Linked DNA regions of Mus musculus: region 1 is linked to region 2. Evidence: chromatin contacts called from public HiChIP or PLAC-seq data. All regions are on one chromosome and are shown on one strand. Each heading gives the region's core, a stretch centred on a gene start, on an enhancer-like site or on the middle of the called end of the contact. The rest is flanking DNA. Distances are from core to core; before and after follow the strand shown.

The links. HiChIP or PLAC-seq counts read pairs in DNA pulled down with a chosen protein or histone mark.
Region 1: an H3K4me3 HiChIP or PLAC-seq map of bone marrow-derived macrophages shows a contact between it and region 2, with 4 times the contacts expected there. The contact joins two enhancer-like sites. A contact is called at or near these places in 1 of 484 Hi-C or Micro-C datasets (the G1E-ER4 cell line) and 3 of 115 datasets of contacts at active chromatin or transcription factors (bone marrow-derived macrophages, embryonic stem cells and stem cell-derived neural progenitor cells).

The regions. Positions count from the first base shown.
Region 1 is chr8:25,222,104-25,227,825 of GRCm38.p6, forward strand. It overlaps a transcript of Tacc1 not described here. Among named protein-coding and RNA genes, the nearest start is that of Tacc1, 23 kb to the left of the region's middle. Within about 2 kb of position 2,873, at least 71 of the 459 cell types and tissues checked have an H3K27ac peak or open chromatin away from gene starts, as enhancers often do. A contact at or near this core is called in the G1E-ER4 cell line and bone marrow-derived macrophages, where this site is marked.
Region 2 is chr8:25,069,118-25,075,178 of GRCm38.p6, forward strand. It overlaps Plekha2 (pleckstrin homology domain-containing, family A (phosphoinositide binding specific) member 2), which reads right to left. Exons shown (of 12, transcript NM_031257.3): 3 at 2,882-2,938. Among named protein-coding and RNA genes, the nearest start is that of Plekha2, 30 kb to the right of the region's middle. Within about 2 kb of position 1,429, at least 147 of the 459 cell types and tissues checked have an H3K27ac peak or open chromatin away from gene starts, as enhancers often do. A contact at or near this core is called in the G1E-ER4 cell line and bone marrow-derived macrophages, where this site is marked.

The DNA of each region.
Region 1 (5,722 bases), core at 1,623-4,122, 150 kb after region 2:
ACACCCCAGCACTCCTCCTCTTCCTGATCCTCTTTCCGCACTGAACAACGTTCCCTTCTGCTCCATGACACCTGCCTCCCATCAGCTTCTTTTCTCCCCACTCCTCTCTGAGCATGGCTTCCTCTCTACTTCCCACTCCTTCTTGTTTTGAGACAGTGTCTCATTAGGGAAACCTGGCTGGCATAGAGCTTGCAACAATCCTCCTGCCTCTGTCTCTTGAGTGCTAGGAACCACTATGCCTAGCTTTTGCTTTCATATATGAATATATATACACAAATATACATATCTAGGTCAAGATTCCATATGTCAGAGAAGGTAATACTTGTCTTCGGTTTGCGTCTAGCTCATTTCACTTAACATAATAATACCTACTTTCCCACAGATATCGGCTTACAGATATCACTTACAGCTGGAGAAACTTCCACTGTGCACAGATACCTACTGAAGCCTCACCATTCCGTGGATGGACAGGCTGTGTCCATGCCTTGGCCACTGTGAATAATACAACAACAAATAAGCATGCAAGCATCTCTGTGGTGTGCTGACTTATTCTCCTTCGAGTGTGTGCCCAGGAGCCGTAGATTTTAAAGGGACATTTCCTCTTCTTGAGGATCGACTGATTTCCATTCTGACTTTATTTACTTATTTAATTTTTAAATTTAACTTTATTTTATATGTATCAGCATGGGGGACTCAGATCCCCTGGAACTGGTGTTACAGACAGTTGTGAGCTGCACATGCGGTTGCTGGGAATTAAGCCTGGATCCTCTAAAAAGAGCAGCCAGTGAGTGCTCTTAACTGCTGAGCCATCTCTCCAGCTTCCATTCGGATTTTAATGAGATGGAATCTCAATATAGTTTAGCTTGCGGCTCCCTGAAAGCTAAGGATGTTGAACAGTTTTTCAAATATTTATTGGTCATTTTTATTTCTTCCTTTGAGAACTGCCTTCATCCCATTGGCTATTTACTGGCTATTTATTGGATGATTTGGGGGTTGTATTTAATTGGGAGGTTCTTTATAGATTTTATATATTAATCTCCTATCTGACCTATAACTAGCAAAGATACGCTCCCCACCCCCCAATCTTTAATCAGTTCTATGATTCCTTTTTTTATTTTTTTGTCTACAAGTGTGATCATTTGAATATGCTCGGCCTAGGGAGTGGCACTATTAGAGGGTGTGGCCCTGTTGGAGTAGGTGTAGCCTTGTTGGATTAGGTGTGTCACTGTGGCTTTAAGACCCTCATCCTAGCTGCCTGGAAGCTAGTATTCTGCTAGCCTTCAGATGAAGATGTAGAACTCTCAGCTCCTCCTGCACCATGCCTGCCTGGATGCTTCCATGTTCCCACCTTGATGGTAATAGACTGACCCTCTGAACCTGTAAGCCAGCTCTAATTAAATATTGTCCTTAGAAGAGTTGCCTTGATCACGGTGTCTGCTCATAGCAGTAAAACCCTCACTTAGACAACTTAGAGTCTAGGGATCATTTCCTGTGGGGCTGGGGTCTTCTTTTTGGAAAGTCCTTGCGTAGGCCTTGATCCTGAAGAGTTTGAAGACTATGTCTTCCTCAGGTCGTTTAGCCTTGAAGGCTCGTGGCACATCTTGAGTTTATCTTTGTTTGGGATGAGAGCTGTAGATGCGCTTTCTTTCCTTTGCACGTGGTTGTCACTGTCCCAGCGCCATCTGTACAGCTGAGCTCTCTCGGCAGGGCATTTGTCTTCAGCTTGCACACTAGAGACAGAAGCTTTCACCACGCCAAGTGCATTGCTTTGTGCCCCGCCTGTCTACGGACTGCACACCACTGGCTGCTTCCCTCTCAGTAAAACTCTCAAGCCCAGAGCATGGCACACCCCAGAGGCTCAGCAGACTGATCGTGGCTATGAGAGGTTTCTCTGATTTTTGTCTTCTTGAACACCATTTTCTCCACCCACAATCCACATTTCAATTTGGAACTTATGCTTTCCTGTGCTGGGTCCAACTCCAGCTTTCCAGGGTGTGAATGTGACTCACAGCTGACTCAAAATTCTCTCCCACCCCTATCCCTCTTTTCTCCTGCCCCCAAACCATATTAGACCCATCGAGCATGTGGGACCCACATCTAACCCAACTGCCGTGCCTTGACAGCCTTTTAACATTTCAACTGTGTTTACCAGAACCTGTTTAGTAGATCAAACCCAGGGCAGGATTCCAGACCTAAGTCAGCATCCCCAGGGTGGAAGATGTGCTCAAGGCTGCCCACCCACACCCTCCCAGGAGAAAAAGCCCTCTGAGATGGAAGCAGGGTACCCAGCAGGAATCCCAGGCAAGGAGCTAAGTTTGGGGGTTTCATACGCAGAAACCTGACTCTGCAGTGTGTTAGCGATAAACAAATTGGGCATTTTCATTAGTCCCTGGTCTCTAAATGTATTTCATCCCTCTATTGGAGATGCTGGGTTAAACGTCTATGATAAGCCCTGGTAGGAACATTTCCCAGCTTGGTGGCGCCAGAAATATGTACACAGATGGTGTGAACCATTCCTCAGCTTCATTCCACAGCTCCTGGTACATCTGTGTGGCCAAATGCTGCTGCCTCTGTGGTCCCAGAATTCACTCCTGCCTACCCATACAAGGACCAAATTGAAATTTTTTTCCCTAAGTCTTTCTTCTTTGCTGGAATTTTTCCTCTGCTCCCATTAAAATACTGATTTCTGTGCCCCTACCCCCACCCCCCAAGCAAGATACTCAGGATCATTTTATCACCTGCCCTCACACTTTAGAGTCAACCATTCAATATCTCCCATCAAGTGGCGTTCAGGGTGGACGGGGCACCCCAAGGGAGCTGCTTATTCGTTCTGAAGCTGACAGCGGAGTGCAAAGGAGTGATTCATTTTATGTAACACAGGGCTCTGAAGGTGGAAGAAACTCAGCTGTGACCAAAAAAGGAAGCAGCGTGATTCAGCTTCCATGGGTGGGGGTGGCGGGTGAGGAGGGGGCGCACTCGCCGAGAGGGAGGAAGGAAGGCGGGCATATCCAGTAGTGGCAACAGGGCAGGCGGTGAGGGAGAAAGGAGAGCTAAAATCTTACCCAGCTGCTACCTTCAGAAACCAGTGAAGCTATCGCCCTTGGAGAGGAACTTCCAAAAGATTCCTCCCTGATTGTGAAGTCCTTGAGAAGTCGTGGCTTGGAAACTGTCACCTAGAGTATTTTTACAGAAACAAGATAACCACAACAGGGCTCTGCGGCTTGACCGAGGGGGGGGTGGGGGTGGGGACACTGTTTTCTGATCTCTCAAGGTGTCAAATTGTTACTGCTCTTTGGAAGGTTTATTGGAAAGTCCGGCTGGAAGTACAGGACATGTACACACAGACACACACACACACACAGACACACACACACACACTTCCCCCTCACATAATACTATAGAATCACAGATTAAACTCACTACACACAATCCACATATAGTCTCATGTATACATACCACAATTGCATATAGTCACACATACACACACCTCTCCTATACAGATATATAGACATACATACACATACACATATTTATATATATATATACACACACACATATATATGCCATAGAGCTATACATACTCCAATCTCCCACACAAATAAATGTCCCCACAAAGTCACACACAAGCCACTCCCACAAACCCCAAGTACCACCCACACACTCACCCACACACTTTCCCACACACCCACACACTCACCCCCACACCACCCCCACACTCACCCCCACACCCCCACACTCACCCCCACACCACCCAACCACCCACACACTCACTCACACACTCACCCCCACACTCACCCCCACACTCCTCAAGCATCAAGCACACTAGTTCTGGTGTAGGAGTTTGGACTCAAAGGAAAGAGTTTACAAAGGGTAAGAAAACAACATTTCCGTTAAAACAAAATAAACCATAAACTAGGCCAAAAGAAAAACATAAGGAGAAACTAAAAATGTATTTAAAAAATGTTGGATGAGCCAGTCAAGTGGATGTTATAGTGTTATAGCCCTGAAGATGAAAAAGCCAATCTCCTTCCTCCCCCCCCCCCCCCCCGTTTCTTTTAAACGGGGTCTTAGTATGGCGCTCATGCTGGCTTTGAATTCCTAAGCTCCTTGTTAAACAGGGTACCTGGGACTCTGGGAACCCATTCATCCCTCTTGGTGGAGAATGGCTATCCTCCGAAGGGGGGCATAGCAGTCTCCCTGCTTCTGCAAATAAGACCTTCGTAAGCTGTACAGAAACCACAGAAGGCACCCACAAGTTCTGCCACACAACCAATACAAGTTTTAAGGGACTGTCTTTAAACCTGCATTTCTATAAACACACACTGCCGCTACAAATCCCTTCTGCATCTAACAGGCATTTACACTGCACTTCAGTCAGTGGATGGATACCAATGAACAAGTCATGAGGACACACAGAAAGATTCCAACTCCCAGAAATGGAAAAAAAAAAAAAAAAAAAAAAGGCGGGGGGGGGGGGGCGTGGAGCGGCTGGGACGGTGGTTGGCTCCCCCTGGTGGCAGAACTGAAGAACAACGCCTTCTCTGGCAAGAGGTAAGAATGTGATAGGGACCGAATGAGGGATCCACCCTGTTAGCACATGGTTGGTCTCACAGACCACAGACATGCTCACTCTGTCTCTCTTCCCTATTACTGCTATATGTTCCCAAAATTTGGGGACATCTCCTAGTTCTAATCTTGTCCTCGTGAGAACACACAAGCTTCCATTTCGGGTATCAATTTGTAAATGTGGCCCGTGATAATTAGGACTTGACTTAGGTTCCCCTGAGTTATTGCTCCAGGACACTGGACAGTTACTGGGTTCTAGTACTAAGTTTGGATGCTGAATATCTTCTAAAAGGTCAGTGGGCTACAGGCTCGACCAACGAGAAGACACCCCTGGAAAGTGCCGGAAGCTTTCCTGTGTAGGTCGGGGTGTGTGTGTGTGTGTGTGTGTGTGTGTGTGTGTGTAACACTACTTCAGGAGATTTGTAAATCCCAGTTTTTTCCTCTCCGCCACACGCTGGTACCAGGCTGTGATGCCTTTCTACCAGCCCAAAGCTATGGGTTAGAACCACGAAAACTCCGAGAATAGACCTTTTATCTTTATAAATTGATTGTCTCTAGCATTTTTTGTTACAGAGACAGAGGCTCATACACATGGCTTTGCATGTGAAGTACTACAACTTGAGGGGGAAAAATTATGTATTCGTTTTGGTGATGGTGTGTTGCAGGGTTGAGATGTGTATAAGAGACAGGTGTATGCTACGTAAATTCTTTTTTGTTGTTATTCTTTTGAGACATAAGGTCCCTCTCCCTCTCCTTCCCCAACCCCCCCCCCAGCACCAAACCCCCACCCCTGAGAGAGTGCGTGTGCGTGTCTGGCTTGGACTTTACTGTGTCGACCAGGCTGGCCTCAAATTCACAAGATCCATCTGCTTCTGCTTCCCAGGTACTGAGATTAAAGGCCTGTGCTATCACGACCAGTTTACACAAATTCTTGAATCTGATCAAAAGAAAGTTGCAATCCTTTAGTCCCAGTATTTGGGAAGCAGAAGCAGGTAGATCTCTGTGAGTTTGAGGTCAGCCTGGTCTACATAGTGAGTTCCAGAACAGTCAGAGGTATATAGTCAGACTCTGTCTCCAAAAAAAGAAGAAGAAGAAAAAAAGAAAAGAAGAAAAGAAGAAGAAGAAGAGGAAGAAGAAGAAGAAGAAGAAGAAGAAG
Region 2 (6,061 bases), core at 179-2,678:
GTGTTCTGTCCAACTGTGGCCCTCAAATACAGTTCCTCATGCTACCCAACCATAGAATTATTTTCTTGCTATTTCCTAATTGTAATTTTGCTACAGTTATGAACCATAGTGGAAATCTCTGTGTTTGCCTATGGTCTTAGGTGACCCCTGTGAAAGGGTCGCTCAACACCTCAAGGGGTCCCGACCCACAGGTTGAGAATCACTGTTTTGGAGTCTCTCTCTCTACCCGTCCACACCCAGCCCACAACACACAAATAGTTAATAGCCAGTATTTTTGGAGGACCTGTTATCTATCAGAAGCCCTCAAAAAATAGATCCAGTAGGGCTGGGGGCTGGCTGTGTGAAGACCTCTGGGATGGGACAGAAGGACAATGAAAAGATAACACCATGGGCCAGGTTCAGTTATTTCCTAGTTTGCCCAACCAGACTGCTTCTGTTGTCATTATGTCCTGGAGACAGATACTTCCATCTTTGGGTCGGCCCTCTGGAGGACAGCACCCCCCCACACACCTCTCCCCACCCCTTACCCCCCCCACCCCTCCATCCCTCCACCCCACCCCTTACCCCCCCCCACCCCTCCATCCCTCCACCCCACCCCTTACCCCCCCCACCCCTCCATCCCTCCACCCCACCCCTAACATGCCAGCCCCATACACTAGTCTTCCAGAGATCAGGGACAGAACAAGCCAATCTGTCTCACTCTGTGCAAACACTTGACCCTGGGAGTGACCTAAGGATGACAAAAAAAAAGAGAGACAGACAGACAGACAGGCAGGCAGACAGACAGACAGAAGAGGGCCTAGTTTGTTCTGGCAGTGGGTCAGCTGGAGGTAAGGTACTCATCGATCGGTGACCTAACCCAGTGGCCATTTATGGGTTTTTCAAAGACCTGTGTGGGCTCACCTGTCTCAGGAAGGGCTGGCTAAAAGTCAGGTCACCCTTTCTAAAAGAGGCAGAGGATACTGAAAGCCTCCTCTGGGCTGCATTTATAAACCATGATTCAGCAGGAGATTATATTCACTGCTCCCTCCCCCCCCCCCCCCCCGCCAAAAAAAAATGCTTCCCCAACCCATCACACAGGAGACGGTTTCAGTTTTCATCTTCAACAGGGTTTTCTGCTCTCCTGCCTTCCCCCTCTCCACTCCCTCCCCCCCTTCCCCTGCCCTCCCCCCAATTCTCCTTCTGGAGAAATGACCTAATGAGCTCTCAGCAGATGAGAAGAAAGGGCCCCTTGGGGGGGTGGGGGGTGGGCAGAAGCTGGGCTGGGCTGCCCTGGCCTGGGGAGGCCCCCACATTTCTTATCAAAGGGCATGCACAAATTGCCTGCAGCTGTGCGCTTTAACCAGCAGCATCCTTCCCCTGAGGCCATTATCTCCCCTCTAATCAGCTCAACCACTGCCCAGCATCTTCTCTCCCTCGGTGCTGAGGTCCAGCTGCAGCTGGCAGGCATGGGATGAGCCTGCCCGTCCAGCCAAAGATGGCCACTCCTCTCAGCACCTCTCTTGACCCCCATCGTCTGTAGGAGCTCTTCTCAGATCTTAAATCTGTTACCAGATGGGAGCCACTTAGCTCAACCCCTAGCCTCTAGGTCCTCAAAGTCCCTTGGGTGGGAGGAGCCAGGGAAGAAAGCAGCAGCCCTCATGAGGACAGGCATGGGGGACAGGACTTCTGCGGCTTTGAATCTGGCTGGGTGCCACCTGGCTTCCCTCCTGCTTTCTGAAGAGGAGCTAAATCCCCTGGCCACTTTTTCCCGTTATTTAGTTATTCATTTATTTTTTTTTAAATCAGGGCTGCATCATGGGTCAGCAGCAGCAGAGGCTGCCCTGGGGAGGGACTGCTAAAAGCAGCCGAATTCAGCAGTTTTTTGTGAGCGTTGTTGACTGGCCCTACTCCCCCAGGTCTCAGAGAAGACTAAGAGCTGCTCTTGCCCCTACATGAATGCTAGGTGAGGGCACAGACTGCCAGGGACCTACCATGCTCCCCAGGAGGTACCCAGATGTTGGGTGTGGTCCTGGCCATATCTTAGGGCCTACTGGGGGGTGGTGTTTTCAGCCCTCCATCCTCAAAGCTTCTGTCTGGAGAACTGGTAAAATCCCAGGGGACCTGAGGCATTTCTGAGCTGCTGCTCATAACTGTACGTTTCGAGAGAATCCTTTACTGGATCAGGGTCATTGTCCTTTTGTTCCAATCACAAGAAAGAAAGAAAGAAAGAAAGAAAGAAAGAAAGAAAGGAAGGAAGGAAGGAAGGAAGGAAGGAAGGAAGGAAGGAAGGAAGAAAGAAAGAAAGAAAGAAAGAAGGAAGGAAGGAAGGAAGGAAGGAAGGAAGGAAGGAAGGAAAAAAAAGAGGTCACATCCTACATGGTACTTTATTTCAGATGTGACATGCTTCCCAAAGGCCAGTGGTTAACAGCTGGAACTCTTAGGAGGTGGGGCTACGTGGGAAGTCCTTAAGTGATTAGTGATACCCTTAGAAGAGATTATAGGTATCCAGTCCCTCTATAATTTGCCTCCTAGCCATGAGGCAAGAAGCTGCCCACCACTGCTTCTGACATAATGTGCTGCCCCAAAATCACAACTAAGATCTCAAACACAGTGACCCAAAGTAACCCTTTTCTCTGTCGAGAGTATCTCAAATGTGCCCACAGGTCTGGAGTGACGACTATCCGGCGGATCCAAAGAGTAAGAGGCTGTGGGCCACCCTCTCCACTGCTAACCACCACTACCACCACCAAACAGCAGCAGCCTGAGAAACAGAGACACGGAGGGTCACGGCTGTGACTGCTCCCAAAGGCTCACACCTCCAGGATGTAGAGCTTCCTCATGCTTAGACATTAAACCTGCTCTGAGAGCATGGCTTCCCGGCGTGCCAAACCAACATTACCTTCGAGATGTAGGTCAGCTGCAGAGATCCGACAGCTCCTGCCCCAACGGCCAGGTTCTGAAAGACAAAGATTTTTTCTTAAGATGTGCACTGTGTGAGGCCCCCAAACAGCTGTAAGAGATAGGGTCAGTGTTCTGGTCTAACCTGTGCCATTGTAGTCTCAGGCAAGTCACCCTGCTATGTACAAGACACCAGTGATAAATCTAGGGGAACATAGTGACACTAACAGTAGCCCTCACCTTCTTCCGATGAGTTACTCTAGGACAGGGGTTGGATGGGTATGCACCACCATTTAACTGACCCCCAGGGTCCCCTGCTGTGATCTGGGATGCCCTTATTTAAACCAAAGTGCTTGAGATTTCAGGGGTTTGTTTTTTCTTTTCCTTTTCTGCTAGTGAGAGTTCCTTTTCCTGGGTGATGTGATGGCAGATGCATGTCATTACAACCAAGCTCTTAAACATTTTACATTAAAAAAATGAGAAGTCCTGAGGATTGGACCCGAGTCTAAACACAGAATTCCATTTGTGCTTCATGTACAGATTGCCGGAGGACGGACGGTAACTTTAGACAATGATTTTTGTCCCCTCCTGTTCTGACTGTAACACACCTCAAGGGGCTAGGCATAGAATTTTCTTTCTTTCTTTCTTTCTTTCTTTCTTTCTTTCTTTCTTTCTTTCTTTCTTTCTTTCTTCCTTCCTTCCTTCCTTTCTTTCTTTCTTTCTTTCTCTCTCTCTTTCTTTCTTTCTTTTTCCATTTTTTTTTTACTAGATATTTTCTTTATTTACATTTCAAATGTTATCCCCTTTGCTGGTTTCCCCTCCGAAAACCCCCTATGCCCTCATCCCTCCTCCTGCTCACCAACCCACCCACTCCCGCTTCCCTGTCCTGGCATTCCCCTACACTAGGGAATCGAGCCTTCACAGGACCAAGGGCCTTTCCTCCCATTGATGTCTGACAAGGCCATCCTCTGCTTCATATGCGGCTGAAGCCAGGCATAGAATTTTCTTCTTGTCATCACATCCACATTCGGAAAATTGCAGATTTGACATCATCTCAGACTTTCAGATTTTTTTTTAAAAACTATTCTTTTTATTTATTTTTATTTTTTTATTAGATATTTTCTTCATTTACATTTCAAATGTTATCCCCTTTCCTAGTTTATTTTATGTATATGAATACACTGTAGCTGTCTTCAGACACACCAGAAGAGGGCATCAGATCCCATTACAGAAAGTTGTGAGCCACCCTATGGTTGCTGGGAATTTAACTCAGGACCTTTGGAAGAGCAGTCAGTGCTCTTAACCACTGAGCCATCTCTCGAGCCCTGGGAATCTATTATCCTGGGAGTCCATTGAGAACCTGCTTCCACAACCTGAGCCTGCAGCTCCAAAACTCACACCATGATCCTCCAGGAGAACAGTGGAAGCCCCCACTATACGGGGCCATCTCTAAGCAATGAAAAGAACAAAATCTTGGATAAGAAAAGTTGGTAAATTTACCTAAGGATTAACAGAGAAGTGGTCTACCATTCTAGAAGACTCCCTTAAGAAATCTCTTAGCTGGAGAGATGGCCCAGGGGTTAAGAGCACTTGCTGCTCTTATAGAGGGCCCAGTTTGACTCCTAGTGCCTACATGGTGGCTCACAACTGTCTGTAACTCCAGTTCCAGGGGCTCTGATGCCATTCTATAATTTCACAGGCACCAGGTGCACACGGTACACAGATACATGCAGGTACATGCAGGCAAAATACCATATACCTAAAATAATTTTTTTTATTAAAAGAAATTTAAAAAAAATAAATGTCTTAGATTTGGGGAGAACACTCTAGCCTGTTACCCAAATTTAATTTATATCTCCAAAATAAATTCAGTTTGTCCAGCTTCCTGTTTATAAGGAAACAGGGCTAACACAGCCATTTAAAAAGCGCCCTGAATCTCAGCAACAGACCTTAAAAAAAAGACTCCATTGCCATAATTTATACATGAAATATGAAGCTGAGAAAGCACCTTTGAGAGGCTGAGAGTGCGATTCAGTGGTGGAATATTTTCTGAGCATGCATGGGACCCTCATGATCACCCCAAGTTCTGTATGCATGGGACCCTCACGGTTACCCTAAGTTCTGCAAAAGTAAATGTATACGAGCATGCAGATTGGCATTATTTATGCACTGCCTAAATTTTATCATGACTTCTAAAAATTCATTGAAGGAAATCCCTATTGTGTTAAGAAAGATCAGTTCTGTCATTCCCCAAAGCAAAGCCACACGGAGCCACCACTCTCTGAGAGTAAGGAGCAAGAGCCTGAGGGGCCATGAACAACTCTGGGCAGATGCAGCACGGCTGGGGAGCAGAGACAAGCCTTTGTCTCCATAGTGTTTCTGTGGCCTGGAGATGCCGGGCATGTGGAGCTAAAGGCTTCCAGGTCTTCTAGGAGCAGTCCACTCTCATTGCAAAAGCCTGAGAGACTGCGATTTCACTGTAGTATTGACACCACTGACTGCAGTCAAGACTGTCCCAAGATTTTCCCTGTCCAATTACATTAATATAGAGGAGGTCTGTGATTGGACAGGGAAAAGGGAGGCGGAGCAAGAGCTTGAGAGCATGGCCTCTCCCCCACCCCAAAAAAGTTGGTGTGTTCATTTTTTAATACTTCCCACATCACAAGACCTTTCCTATAAAATGCAGCCGATAAACTGTGCCAGATGATGGCGGGGAGAATTCCATGGAAATAGGGTGAGCATGGTGTAGAACAGCCACTGGCTTCTCAACCGAGCTAATTACAAGATGCAAACACCAGGGTCCAGGGCTGCTCTTAAATAACTACTCTCCCTCACCCCAAACCACATCTCAGAAGCCTCTGGAGCCCCATCTCGAATTATGAGTGAAGTGGAGTGGGGGAGCAACTTGGACTCTAAACCACAAGTAATGACAGGGGTAGATCAGATTTCAAGGACGTCAGCCCTCTGCTGTAGCCGAGAAAGCCTCCTCCCACTCGCAGTGACAGTGCTGCCTGCCGAGTGACCCTGGGGATGAGGGTGGGGAAATCTCATGCCTACTCCGCCCTTTCTGCTCTGAGGCACGGATAAATGCTCTCTCCATCCCAGGAGGCCAGGAAAACATGGCGAACGTCTGAAAAGCTGTTTGCCCACCACCTCCTACCCATCCAAGGGGGGAAAGGCA